Regions from separate parts of the Zea mays genome. Here region 2 is linked to region 1. Evidence: chromatin contacts called from public Hi-C data. All regions are on one chromosome and are shown on one strand. Each heading gives the region's core, a stretch centred on a gene start, on an enhancer-like site or on the middle of the called end of the contact. The rest is flanking DNA. Distances are from core to core; before and after follow the strand shown. Region 1 holds the start of LOC103637666 (homeobox-leucine zipper protein HOX1-like). Region 2 has its middle 71 kb from the start of LOC109943658.

Region 1 (7,676 bases), core at 1,402-3,901:
GGGCGTGGTGGTTAGCGACTACTAGTAGATTAGTGTCGGGGTTAGGCCACCAGGGGCTAGGCTACTGGAGGGAGTGTGTATAATTGTGGGAAGAAGTCACGTACACGCACGCACGCGCGCCCGGATCTAACCAAGATTGCGCTGCGCCCCCCCCCCCCCCACAAAGGCTCAGGCCTCACTGACGAGCGCGCGCGCGCGGGACCAAACAAATCATGCAGCCACACCTGCACCTGTCTACTGCTGCTAAGCTCTAGTTTAATCATGGCAGTGCTTGCGCTAATGCTGGAACTAGCGGCACTAATCAAATCTCTGTTCGCTGCATGACACATCATGTGGGGAATCCTACTGCTCTCGGCTTGATCTTCTGCTCAATTTCTCCGAAATCATACCCAAAAACAAAAACAAAAACAAAAACAAAAATTGGAGGAGCTCATGAGTTCCTACGAAAACGTTTTGTCAGGAGGCAGTAGTAGCAGATGGGTTCAGGTCGTACTCCAAGTAAAGTAGGCAGCGGAGATCCATGGATCTTATCTCTTTTTTTTTCTCCCTCTTGAAATTGAGAAATCAATTGGATCAGTGACCTCGTTTTTTACGTTCTTTCCAGTCAACTGTTCGAATCAGTTCGATAGGACATTTCGCCGGAATTTGACCAGAAAAACTTTTGTCCTGCGCCCGCCCATTTCAGACGGCGCAACACGCTCCTTGCCTGCCGGTTCATTCAGCGGAGCCCTGCCGTGCTGCACTGCTGCGTGCCGTGTGGCCAGCCGCGGAGACAGTCAAGGAATGCGAACGCACCCTGACGTTCCTGTGGTCTGGCGGATGACATGACGCCATCCTTTCACCTCCTCCGCTCTTGTTGGGTTCCTCTATTTTTCCACAGAGTAAGAACACGGGGGAGGAAAAGCAGGATGGTTCCGTCTGTCCTCGGACTCAAAACATCGACGTCAGAAACTTCAGACTTGGAGCAATTAACAACTGAAACCTTATATATGCAAAGTAGTAGTAAGACAATTTTGCATCACTTATGAGTACAAAGACATAAGACATCGTTATCTATTTTTCAGCAAATAAAACACTGCCAAACAACGAAGATTTTTATCATATCGGACTAATAAACACTACTAAGCTGTAATAGCCTGCGAGTATAATAAGAACCAAACAAAGAAAAAAAGAAGATCCAGCCCTAATTAGCACTAGCTACTTAGCTAGCGGTAGCGATTAGCAAGCGCATCCATCTCATGCCATATCGTGGTCGTGGATCACGGCCTCCGGGCTGGGCCGTCGACGAACACGGGGAGAGGGCCCCAGCAGGGCCCTGCACGGCCCGCCTGGTCGGCGGACGCGGACGCGGAGGCGAGGCGCTCGCAGGAGGGGCACATGGTGAGCGTGGTGGGCGGCGGCATGCGCGCGTAGTGGTGCGGCGCCACGAGCTTGAGCACGCGCAGCTCCGCCACCTCCCGCTGCAGCCGCCGGTTCTCCTCCGTCAGCGTCTCGCAGCAGCGCTTCAGGAACTCGCAGTCCACCTCCGTCTGCTTCAGCTTCGTCCTGAACGATAATATTATTATTAGACTAGTATTAGCCACGGAGGATGAGTCAGTATAAATGGCATGCGTGTGCTGCTTCAAGGGCGCTGCTTTGTTCACCTGGCTCTGCGGTTCTGGAACCACACCTCCACCTGACGCGGCTTCAGGTTCAGCTGCTTCGCCAGCGCCGCCTTCTGCTTCTGATCAGCCAACGGTTCTTATTATTATTAGATCGAGTTGAAGGTTGATCGATGTTTCTTTTTGGAGGATATAAGTAATTATACACGTACGGGGTTGAGTGTGTTATGCTCCTTGAAGCTCTCCTCGAGGACGGCGGCCTGGTCCTTGGACAGGCGGAGCTTCTTGCGCGACCCACCGCCGGAGTCCTCGTCGTCGCTGCCGCCTCCGGCTCTCGGGGTGTGGTCGGCCACCTCTCCGCCGCTCCTCGCCGGAGCTGCGCGCTTCCCGCTGAGGCTGCTGGAGAGCGTGCTGTTTGGCGACGACGACGCGCCGCCAGGCTCCTCGTCGTCCTCGCTGCAGCTACCCCTCCTGGTATCCCCGGCAGGGGCCCGGTTCACGTCCACCCCCCGCAGGAACGGCATCTCGTGGCCGTGGCGCGCGGCCGCCGGCTGCTGCTGCTGATCCATTGTCGTCCCTGCATGCATGCGCGCAGTATCTCTGTCAGGATTAGAGGAACGGCGTCATGCATGCGGTGTCTGCTCTTTGAATCAATTACTCACCGAAGAAGAGACCGGGGCCGTTCCACTTCCACCACTGCGGCGCGGGGAGGGAGGTGATGGGCGCGACGCTGATAGCTCGCTGCTGCTGCTGCCGCGGCGGTGGCGGGGGCTCGACCTCGACCGGAGCCGCGGTGGCGACGCCGAGGCCGAGGCTGAGGCTCAGCCCGAGCCCGAGATGGTTGTTCCCGTACTGCTCCTCGTCTCTCGCATTAAGCGCCATAATATCCATTGATGGTTGCCACTTTGAGCTCGGTTTCCCTTACAGTTGAAAGAGAGAGAGAGAGAGAGAGAGAGAGAGAGAGAGAGAGATAGCGGTGGATGAATCGATGGAGCTGTCGATGTGGTGTGGCAGTGAGGAGGAAGGGGAGGGTCTTGCTTTTAAAGAGGACGCGCACGGCCGGGGATACTCTGTGGGGGTGGAGACGTGGAGTGCAGGGAGGGACGAAAGGTCAAGGTATCATAATAGTATCGGTGAGGTGAGGTGAGGTGTGGGCAGCCGCGTCACCCTCGCCGGCGCAGCCCAATCATCAGCTGAACCTGGGGGGTCCAGGCGGCACGTAGCGGTGGCGCTGGCGCCTCTCTCTTGCTTGACATGTCCCCCCACGGCACGGGCTCGCGCGGGATGGGTGGATCACCGATGCCTCGGCGATGGCGATCCGTGTGTCCCTTCGCGGATTCCCCGTTGCTCCCGCTCCCGCGACGCGCGCGCGGCTGCTCGGAAACCGTACGACGCCGGGCATCGATCGCAACCGGGTCGTCTATCGGTGCCGCCGGGATCCCGGCGCTGCGCTGGACGGATGCTGCGGCTACTGTCGCTGCTCGTCCTTAAGACAGAACGCAGAAAACTCGGTCTTCGCTCCTGCTGTCGCGCATGCGTGCCACAAGTTTTCTACAATTAGTAGGGGGTGACAGTAATCTGGTCAAAGATGTTGTCTACCGTACATTCCGTGGACGTGTCTTTCCTGAAAGTCAAATATATATGATCGAATAGGCCCTTAATCCGTTCTAGTAGTTTTAGTGAAGGTTTTAAGTAGGGGTGGGCATTTTAAAACCGAAACCCGAACCCGAACCCGAATAGACCGAATTATCGGTCTATTCGGGTTTTCGGGTTCGGGTTCGGTTCCTATATGTGATATATTTCGGATTATGGGTTCGGGCTCGGTTCCTAAGCTTTAAAACCCGAATAGACCGAATAACCCGAAATATAAAAAACCTCTTAATATATGATGATATTATTATATGATTTATGAGTTTATTAGCTAAAAATTATGATATCATCTTAACGATAGTATATATATCTCAGTATGCTATTTTCTATAGTCACTTATTGTAATAATAGTACTTCCAATTAATTATAAATTGTATATATTTTAACAAAAGATAATAGTCTCTCTACTATTCGAGTCTATTCGGTGGACCGAATAGACCGAACCGAAATTATGGGTCTATTCGGGTTCGGTTCCTAAAATTATTTTGGAAATTTCGGTTCTCATTTTTCATAACCCGAAATTTCAAAAACCCGAATAGACCGAACCGAATTACCCTAATAGACCGAATGCCCAGCCCTAGTTTTAAGGTGTCGGGCTACGTACGTCGATCCAGACCAGAGTGCGGACCGGCACACGGCCGGAACGTTGCAAAGCTACAGTACGAGTATCTGGAAACGTTTGTGCGCTGCCACGGAATGGCGCAGTGGTATGAATGCGGATTGGGATGCACGGCACGCCAGACGTGATTGGGCCGTGGGTTTTCGGGCAATTATGAGGTGTGCCCCCGCCCCCGGACGCATGCCGACGCCGCGCGGGCCTCGTCAGCCATCGCGCTGTCCCCTCGCGCGCAACCGGCACCGGCACCCGCTCCCTGGTTGTCTGCGCCGCGCGGGGCTGCAGCTGCCCCACCCCCACCCACGCGGTGTGATGCGGTGCCGGAGGTGGCCCGGGGACCAGCTTACAATCATCGTCGACGCGACTGTCACTTTTCTTTTCTTTTTTTTTACACTGTGCTGGGCGTAGATGGCCTGGTGCTCCTGTTTGCTGCTGCCATCATCATCGACTCAATCATGATCCGGGAATGAGTTCATGATTGGTTCTCAGCACGGCCCTGGTTCGAACGATTGATGATTGCTCGCTCAGCTGATAGGCGTATTTCACTTTTATCTCCAACAGAAAAGAAGAAAGAGGAACCATCGGAACGCATTCGGCCATGCGTGTCATTGTACTGCCATCGTCTCCTGCGGTCCTGACCTGCCATGAGGTACTCATACCGTCATACGAGTCCTGCCACTGCCACAGCCAATCCGAGCGCATGCGTGAGCGGTGGACCTGAGCCGGGCGTGGCTGAGCTCGACCCGCAGGCAGCAAGTGTGCAACAGCCAACAGACAGAGCCAGATCACGTGCTAATGTCCACAACATTTCCCTCCGTTCTAAAATAATTATCATCCTCGTTTTTTAAAAGTAAACTATTTTTTAATTTTCATCACATAAATATGCTGTATTAAAGTAAGATATATATCGATTTTACGAAGCTTTGCATATACACAAGTTATTTCGTGTATAGTCCGTATCCGTAAGCGACAGTTTGTTCTTGTCCGCTCCATCGGCAATACTTAAGGACAAACTCATTTACGGTTATATTAGTCTTTTTACATGCCTGCTGGTTTGATTCAACTTCTACATACTCTGTTCGGTTCTAAATTACAAGTCGTTTAGGACGCCGACACGATCTCTAAAATATAGTGTTGATCAAGGTGTTTTTATTAAAATACACATGAACTCTTAATATATTTATAGTTTTCTAAAACTACTTTTTTAAGATAAATTGGTACACATGACTATTAGATTTCAAAAATAAATAACAAAACTGTTATTTGTAGTTAACAATTAGTTGCTAGATTTTAGTCCTAAAAAATCTAAATAGAGAGACTAATGTGTACGATTAAGTTTAACTAAATTTCTAACTAGTTGTTAGCTCACTGCTGCATAAGTCGCCCATGCCGCTGAACACTATCTCCTCTCGGACGCACTGTTCCTCCCACACGTCGCCGCCCTTGCTCACTCCACTGCTCCACGTGCCGCCGCGTCCTAGAACAAAACAACTACACTGCAGCGTTATTATTGTAATCCAAAACGAAAAAAACACTAGCACACGACGGCGTGGGAACCAAACATGGTTGCGTGGGAAACTCCTTTTGAATGTTGTCTTTATAATTATATACTACATTAAAAGAGTTAGGGTCAATTTGCATTCATCTGTCAAACAGTTTTGCCGGCTAATTTTAGCACATGGCTCCAAATAGATTGGCTAATAAATTGGTTAATTGTTAGCCACGTGGCTGACAAATTGTTCACCCATTAGTCATTTGACCTTGCTAATAAGTGTTAATAGATCATAATGAGAGAAAATACATCTATTAGTCAAGACTTTAAACATACCATGACTAATTGTTGCTAGCTAAATATTTATTGGCTAATTGTTAGTTACTGGCAAAAAATTAACCAGAGGATCAAACAAGGCCTTAGACTAATCACTAGTCCTAGTCAATCCAAATAGGGTCTTAGCAATGGATTATCAATGTACTAATAGATGGTTGGATATTAAGTTAAATTATTAGTTCCTATTAGCAACTGAAAATTATTAATAAAATTAATAGTTAGCAGTTCTCCGGTTACCAATTAGTAACTTTATAAACCTTGAATCCACCAGCATTAATCTTGGCTATTAATTTTGAGTGCTAATGAAAATAAATAGACGCTGAGCATTAGCCGTACTGCTAGTATACTATCTTCGCCTCATGATAAGTATATTTTTAAATTTTAAAAATTTATCTTATATCTTCCCATACGAGAAGAATTAACTCTAGTTATTGTCTTATAGAGTTGGGTTTTCTATTTGATAGTAATTACACCTTTGTAGAGGTATATATAGTTTTATTAGCATGAATCATTTCACTAGAGTTTTAAAAAGTGCATTTTTGTTTTGAGAGGTAAAAAGTACCTACTAAAATGGAATCCGTAGAAGTGTATTGTATTTATTTTTGCAAGATACGGAAATACAAATATCTAAGGACTGGTTTGATTTAGATCCTATTTGGTTTGGGGTGACTAAAGTTTAGTGACTAAAGTTTAGTCAGTTTTAATCTCTAAAGAAGCAAATATGGTGATTAAAGTGGGATGACCAAACTTTAGTTCTTTAGTCACCAAAAGGGTGACTAAAAGGAACTAAAGTAGTATTTTTACCTTATTTACTATAAACATCAACTAATTAGTAGGGGTAATACAATCATTATTCACAGTAATTAATGTTTTTTAGTTTGGTTTAGCCATTGAAACAAACAGGATACTTTAGCGACTAAACTTTAGTCATTAAATTTTAGTGACTAATGAAACCAAACAGGGTTTTACGTAGAAATGGAGATGATTTCTATCCCATTAATCCGCAGCCCTAATAAAAGCCCTAATAGGACTTGGAAGACAGCGTCACGTGCATCGGAACGGGAAAGCGGGAGGGAGGTCACGTGGACGCGCCCGCCTCGTCGGCCCCGCCGCACGCCACGTCGGACCGCACCAAGCGAAGCAGAGACAGAGGGACCCACGACCCCACGCGCGCCTGCCTGCCCCGCGCGGCCCCGACAGCGCCAACTTTCCCCAATCATTGACGTCCTGACCTCGTTCACTAAGGGTGTGTTTGGTTGAATGTACAAAGAGAGATGGAATGAGGCGGCCACGTTTTCTATAGTGTTTGGTTGAGAGTCAAGCGGCGGCGAAGTAAACACCGGATTGATTTTTTGGGGCGGTGTGATCCCAAAAAATCGAGGGGACGGTGGCGCCCCCGACTCATACTACTTTGACCTCAAACCAAACACATCCTAACTCCGACCCAACTCGCAATTCACAGGAGTAGTCTTCCTTCTCTTTTTTCGTTTTAGATAAAATCATAGCTACCAGGCAAAATATCGGCACCGCAGTTTTTAACTTTTTTCTTAAAAACGTCAATCCAACTTACTCCATGTACACGTATTCAAAAGGACATAGTGCACTTCATCTATTAAAAAGTCAAAGTTTGTGCATTTTTTAGTGTTGTATTCTCAATGGCAAAGAGAGTAGAGAAAGAGGGACAAATAACAGAGAATAAAGTAATTGCTGTCTTTATTGTAGAGAGTACACTGTAGTGCTGGAAACGAGCCGAGCTGAGCTCGGCTCGGCTCGGTGCAGCTCGGTGGCTGACCAAGTTCGGCTCGGCTCGTCCGTTTCACGAGCTGGGGAAACAAGCTCGGCTCGGCTCGAAGGCGGCTCGCGATCCACCCCTGATATTATATAATTGCATTATATAGTGAATTATTAATATATAAATATGAAATATATAGATATCATTCATTATTATGAGTAATCTAAATTATTAATTGTCATATATCTA
Region 2 (7,334 bases), core at 683-3,182, 620 kb before region 1:
GTATAACGGCCGGAGCTGGGTAGTGCAGGCAGCTGCGCAAGTGGCCGGACTGGACCACGCTTGGAAGCACGATCTTGGTCGGTTCCGTTCTTTAATCACCGTGTCGGCGCCTTTCTTTCCTGTTCATTCATCTCGATGCCGGGCTGCTTCAACAGCGCTCCGGAACCGTAAATAAAAAGCCTGGGACGAGTTCTGTTTGTTGTACCCGACTTTTTTGTATTTTGTCCCTTTTTCGGAAAAAAATTCACGTTTAGACCTTAAAAAATTTTAATGTCATTTTTGGACCCTCTGCTCGGCGCCATAGCCTATGGCGCCGAAATAACACATCTCGGCGCCATAGGCTATGGCGCCGAGGTACATACTGCGCTGACGCAACCCGAACGACGTGGCGCCGACGTGGTACCAAGCTCGGCGCCAAGATCTATGGCGCCGAGCTTGGAAGTGTAATCAAAAAGCTCGTTTAGCTCAGTTGGTAGAGCACAAGGCTCTTAACTTTAAGGTTGAGGGTTCGAGACCCATCGTGTGCGTTCTCAATACTTTTTGTCTTTGTCGCTGATTTGTTTTTTTTGTCAAGATTTTTTTCGTTTATGCCGCTCCTTATATCTGCTCCTTTGATTACATTAATTTTTTTATTTTCTTGTAAAATCAGCTGAACACAATAGGGATCATCGCTAAATCCATGCGCGAATGAAAGCTGCGGGGAAACAGCTCCCTTTATATATAGCTAGGGTTTGATCCAGTCAAATATTCATGTAGGAAAAACAAACTCCTCTCACACGAAACAAAAGTTGTCTACAATGTCAATCATTCTGTCATCTCACTAATTACAAGTGATTAAACATTAAATAATATACTAAAAACTGAAGTACATCATATAAAATGTTAAAAATATTTATATCATAAACAAATGACTATGTTAATCTTACATTACTAGTGATGTACAATGATAAAATTTAATTAATATTAAAAGTCTAATTTCGAATGCATTAGATTATTGGAGTTTTAGAGTCCAAAATCAGTCAAAAAACAAAAAAGGAAATAAACAATCCATGGAATTCATCACAGTGAAGTATGGTAGAAACACCACCGGCAGAGCATCCAGAAAGAAGGGCCTGGTATACGATAAATTGCATCAGGGACATGAAAATGACCTCTGAAAAGCTAAAGAAAAATGAGTAACAGAAGAGTAGGGGAAATTAAGTGTAAATACCTGATTAGCATAACGCATTCCTTGGGCCATTAGGTCATCCATAGCGGCCTGCCAAATGCGCTGACCTCGGAAATAAAGGCCTGCAGCCTAAAGAAAAAGAAGGAAATCAGACAGTGAATTGTTGTGGTTCAGTAAACAAAACAAAGCAAGGATAGATTTTTGGAGTTGCATCCCATGGCACGCACATTTAGTTTGTGTCCTGAGCTAATAAGGAAACAAAAAATTAGTGACAAAAATAAAAAATATTAAACACCCACGGTGGGGCTCGAACCCACAACCTCAAGGTTAAAAGCCTTGCACTCTACCGACTGAGCTAGACAACTTTATTGTTATATATTCGAGCTCGGCGCCATAGATCTTGGCGCCGAGCTTGGTGCCACGTCGTCGCCACGTCGTCCGGGCTGTGCCAGCGTAGCACGTACCTCGGCGCCATAGCCTATGGCGCCGAGATGTGTTACCTCGGCGCCATAGACTATGGCGCCGAGCAAAGGGTCCAAAAATGACATTAAAATTTTTTAGGATCCAAACGTGAATTTTTTTCCGAGAAAAGGACAAAATACAAAAAATTGGGTTTGTTGTACAGTGTTTTGTCCGTATGGATCGGAGCTGGCTGAGTAGATGAGGACGATGCGTGTGCTTGAAGCCACACACCTCCCGTCCCCCGTGCCTGTTGGTGTTGGCTCCTGTGGTAGTAGGATTCGGAGATGTGGCACGCAACACACACGGCGCACGCGAGAGGAGGACCGTGGAAAGCAGAGCAGACGACGCCCGCCACGGTCGCCTCACCCTAAACCCTGAGGCTATGTCTGCGCCTGCATTATGCCTGTTTCTAGTTCTCTCTTTACATCCTTTTAGAATAGGACTTTTACAATAGACTGCTCGTTTGACTTTAATTTGTACCGGCTCCTGTTACTTCTATAATATTTTTGCAGCTACAACTTTTTAAAAAGCTAGCTTTAATGAAGCAATCGTATCTAGCTATATCTATCCATGATCCATCCACTACTACTATCCCAGATAGTAAACGTATACCGCTTTGCGTCGTTGCGTTGCGTGCCTGCCCCAGCACGTTACAAAGCTACATGATGCTGCGTCCGTTTGGAGGGGGAAGAAAAAAAAGGAATCACACGAGGTGGGCAGATGAGACGGAAGCTACGTCGGTGGTTTCAGCCTTTCAGCGTAGCTGCTGGCCTGTCGCCACGGCCAACGTGCGTTGCAAATCTTTCCTTGCTCAACTTTTTTTAAAAAAAAATGGGATATTCCTCGCTCTCGCAAAAGTCCAGGGAGAGTCCAAAATGAATGAAGTCGTAGGCCAGATTTCGTGAAGTTGCTTGGTCCGCCGAAGGAGAAGAATATGATAAGCAGAGCTGCAAGGAGCAGTACTTTGTGGGCTGGCCGTTTCTACCACGCCGGACCGGCCCAGGAACAACACGTTTCCTTTCCCCACAAATGGCCCAGGATCCGCCAAGTTCTCTTCCTTTCTAGAGGCAGCATCTGCCTTAAACCTGTTAAGTAACTCTAGTTAGTGTTATATGGACAAATACCGACTTTGTCTCTGAGGGGTCTCACATCTCTATAAAAGGAACATGTACCCTCCTCATAATACAGAGATGAGAAAGAGGCCAGGGGCCCAACCCTATATCCGGTGTCTTATGTGTTTCCTCTGTCGTGCTTATGGGAAGGGAGACGGATCCTCTACATCTTCTTGCGCCTCTACTTCTGACGGGAGGGAATGAAGCGGATCTGGTGATCCGCGGTAACGTAGTTCTCAACACGTTATCAGCACGCTCTACCTCGATGTTGCTGCTGATCCGATCTGCACCAACTCTTCGTCCAGCCGACAGGTCTTCCGGCATAGCCGAACTGTCCTATGCGATAGGCTTCAGTCTCTCGTGTAAGAAATCAAAAGGTATAATTTTTCTGTTAGTAAATTGGATGATGTTCGTGGGAACTGTTCACCTGTAAAGAAATCGGCGATGGCTTTCCTGGCTGTACGCTGCGCACCCCCTCTCCCCTTTGTTGGTTCGCCACTGAACCGCAGCTGTGCAGATTTGGCTCGCTCGCTCCAGGTCTCCAGCGCAAGCGCAGGGCATGACGCTTCCTCCGCGCACGATCGTGTCGGTTGTGGCCCCCGCTCCATCGAATGGATGCGGCGGCAACGGTTTCGCTCTGCGCGGTTTGGCAACGCGTAGCCGGGAGAAAACTCGGTAGAGATAGAGCATCTCACTTGCGAAACAATGAAGAGGAAGGTGCACAATCGTCGTGGCAAGGTGCCATCATCACCGGCGGGTTCGCGGCACCAGTAGTTTCGCGTCCGCGCTATGACTCGCGTCATCGACCTCCAGGAGGTCTTCTCGGGCCTGCAGTCCGCGCGCTACGACTCACGCTCACCAACGCGCTCACCAACGCCGTTGTCCTCGAGGTGCACCTCTAGCAGAGGTTGTGCCAGTGCGAGTGGCGCTCCGAGCTCTTTCATTTCCTTAAGTTGCCCGGTCAAAGCATGCATGCGAGTGGCCACATGAATGGCTGCATGCTGGACCTGAAAGTGATCGGATCCGAAAATGGTGGCTGGGATAAAAAAAGGAATCATACGATGCATTACCCGATTAATGCTAGCTATTTACTGTTGTCGTATGCATTGGTGATCCATTTTCTACTCAACTGAAAAAACAGCAAATGTTTTTATTCTATTTATTTCTGTTACGATTAACAAATAGTATAAATCATGATTTATGTTACTTTTTCATCTTAATTAATTATTTCGTACAGTAAATAATTATTAAAAATACATTTTTAAATATGGAAAATGACTTTTTACACATACCTGATTTGTTATGCTCATGCATTAATTTTGGTGTTCATTTTTATGTTTTTATTTCTCGTAGCTGATATTCAGCAAAAAATATTAAAATGCATGTCAAGTCTATATTGTACATACTTAAATCGCTCTAAATATTTATATTATGTTGAGATTTTGGACTCACGTCGAGTGGGTACTCGGACATGCCGATCAGGCTACATTGTTAATCGGTCGAGTTATGACACTGGCTAGCATTGGCTGCGCCCTGGCAACATGACGCAGTATTTGTGTCGTACGAACTTAGTTGCGTCATGTGATTGCTATGTCACACTCTCATTTAGTCGAACCGCTCTCATTGAGTCGGACCGTCATCGTCGAGTCACGTATTTTTCGCATGCCCTGCAGGCACCGTCCATCTGACGTGATCATCGAACCACAACTGTGCTTGTTGCACATGTTGTGTGGACTTACCTTGTACCCCGACTCTCGAGCCACAACTGCGCCTGTTGCGCTTGTTACGAAGACTTGTTGTATTGTCGTAGAACTGATGGTCGCACACTCTTTGACACCAGATACGTTGGAGCTTGTACTCACGTACAACATGGTGAGTTATACATGCCCTTGAAGTCACATCATAGCGCAAGCTTCGTAAACAATTTTGTTTGGCTATACATTTTATTTGATTTATGTTGTGTGGCATCATATGTTCATATATAGCCAAGTAGCCATAACAACTTTCACAAGCTCTATAATGCTTGGAAATCTGGAAAATTAAGTTGAAATGCAATTAAGCACATATAAGTTAATAAAGGCTACAAATCTCAGTCATACATTGCTCAACCAGATGTTGGCACATTGCTATTTGTCGTTGAACGACATGAAGTGAACTTTGAGATAAATGGCATGTACCCTAGCAACACGAAGTTGCAAGTACATCGAAGGTTACTCTGAGAAAATTTTCACTATGTTGGTGTGAAAAATCATTGTGTGTTCTCGTCGAACCACTTTAATCCTCCTATATAGGACATCTATGCTTGTGTTGCATATATCTCTCAGAATTGTAAATACTCATAGTTGTTGAATTAACTCGGGATAGTACTTTAACGAGTATGGTATACATTGCAAGCCAACTGGTAAAGGTCAATCTTGAATTGATATATATGGGGTTTATGTAGTAGAACTACATTGGATTCCACCGCCTTGGTATGCTTACCGTAATCTACATATGATCTACTAGAAGTGAGAATATTATACAAATAACTATGAAATCCCACATCGCTATAGAGCTTGAAGCTAAATTGGACACTATATGGCTCTTCTGGTCCTCGGCGCCAGAAGAGCCATATGTCTTGACCACTAGACTATTAGTAATGGTAATTTGTGAAGAAATATGAAGATCTTATGGAGATCTATTGTGTTCTCCCTAGTCCTGATGACTCCTTCGTATGAGAGTAGTACTATTTGTTGTTGAAGCCTGGTCCCAGACGGATATTTGTCTTGTTTCACTCTTGCCAAGCAGTTATCACCATTTGCTTAATCGAAAGCTTAGCAATCATGTGATTTTTCCCAGATAAAAGGAATCTTGGCCTTGTCTGTTCTATTCCAAAGCTTCGCTTTTTGCTGAACAATGAAGATATTGAAATAAGGCTTTATAGAACAAATTGGTATATAATACAAGGAGAAAAGTTTGCTCTGCTGGTAGCTTACATAACAAATAATTGACTATTTGTTATAAGTTATCTCTCAAAAAATTTATACCTAAAAAATGTTGCATAACTTGAAACCCAATTTCAGACCAGTATGAGTAATTGAGTAAACCATGGGCAATGGTAAAACGAGTTGGACTATACATCTCTGCATACAAAATAAATTTGCTTGGCACATTGGCCTGATGTCGTGCACTTTACTACCATTATCTACGCACACATTTTCCTATGTGCTTAAAAGCACAATGCAACCAGTGAATGTCTTTATGAGCGCTAGACCATGATGGTCATTTTACTTGTTGATCTGAAGTCAACTACTGGCTCCAAACGACGAATGGTATGCATGAGCCCCTGAAGGACGCTTATGGATAAAATAGTGTTGCACATATCAGTCTAAATCTTAATGATTGACTGTGCATTTGGTAATAATAAAAATAAGTTTGTAGAATTGTAACCAGCAAGCAACTTGTTGTTGCATGTCTCGCTGGATGTTGAGACTGACCCTCATGTTGAAGGACAAATATGTAGTATTCATGCCACTACATCAATCTAAGTCCAAAGCTCACTGCATAAAACCCCTATCTGTAATATGCGTAATATTTCCTAAATAAATCACCACAATAGCATACATTGGCCACAACTGGATGATTGTGGTTGGGGATTTTATTTGTATGCTTTTAAGAACATCTCGACATTAGGGGGAGGAATGCCCATATAGTGTAATGCCTCAATATTCTATTAAACACACAAAATCCAAACTGAACCTGTTGTTCGGTGTGTACTCCTGTGTATATAGAGTTTGCTAGAAATCATTGAGGAGTAACCATATTATTCTGAATGCTTCTACCTGATGTAGATGTGGATATACCTGGGATTATCATATCCACATTTGACTTATTGGCATTTGATCTATTCTTGGGGACGCCTACGAATATGATCCATTAACCTTAGTCAAAGCATATGTTTTGATTGCATATTCACGTGGTATGTAATACCTCTCCTTCGATGAACTCGCCCTGCTGGTGATTTGCTTCACGAAGAGGTTCATCTTGATGATGAAATTCCTAGCAATGTGCGCAATATCGTTGTGCTAGGAATACAAAACAATGAATCTTTTGTTTTTGGGAAATTACGAAGATCATTATTAAATGTGGGAGACAAATGTGTCGACACCTATCTTGCCTTTATAGATTGCAATGGGATCCAAAACAAAGTCCTACGCATGAGTGCTTTGAAGCTCTCTTATCGGGTCATTGATAAATGCAATCGAGGCTAAACCAATAATCGTAAAATGAAAGTCACGAGCTTGAAGTTTGGACATTTATGGGCACTATTGAAATTATGTGTGGTGAATGTGATGGTTCAAGTGGTCTTGTGAGAGATTCATCCCACACATGTGTTGAATAAACATTGTTCCGCTATGTAATATATCTGGCAAATGGCATGAATTAAAATATGCAGTTAATAGGATTCTGAAGATCTATCATGAGATCCTAATAGGACTCATATCTTTGAATTATGAATATGCAACATATAAATCTCGTACTGGATAATATATTCCTGATGAATGATCACTCTCCTGTGTAGAGAGAATATCTCCTAGTTGAGATTATAGTTC

Evidence for each region. Hi-C and Micro-C count contacts between places; a contact is called where the count stands out from the background.
Region 2: a contact with region 1 is called in a Hi-C map of bundle sheath, with 4 times the contacts expected there. The contact joins the enhancer-like site here to the promoter of LOC103637666 in region 1. A contact is called at or near these places in 2 of 25 Hi-C or Micro-C datasets (bundle sheath and ear).

The regions. Positions count from the first base shown.
Region 1 is chr1:94,353,761-94,361,436 of Zm-B73-REFERENCE-NAM-5.0, reverse strand. It overlaps LOC103637666 (homeobox-leucine zipper protein HOX1-like), which reads right to left and starts at 2,651. Exons shown (of 4, transcript NM_001331124.1): 1 at 2,264-2,651; 2 at 1,814-2,178; 3 at 1,644-1,723; 4 at 969-1,545. The coding sequence starts at 2,492. The coding sequence ends at 1,260.
Region 2 is chr1:94,977,294-94,984,627 of Zm-B73-REFERENCE-NAM-5.0, reverse strand. No RefSeq gene overlaps it. Among protein-coding and RNA genes, the nearest start is that of LOC109943658, 71 kb to the right of the region's middle. Within about 2 kb of position 1,932, at least 18 of the 20 cell types and tissues checked have an H3K27ac peak or open chromatin away from gene starts, as enhancers often do. A contact at or near this core is called in bundle sheath and ear, where this site is marked.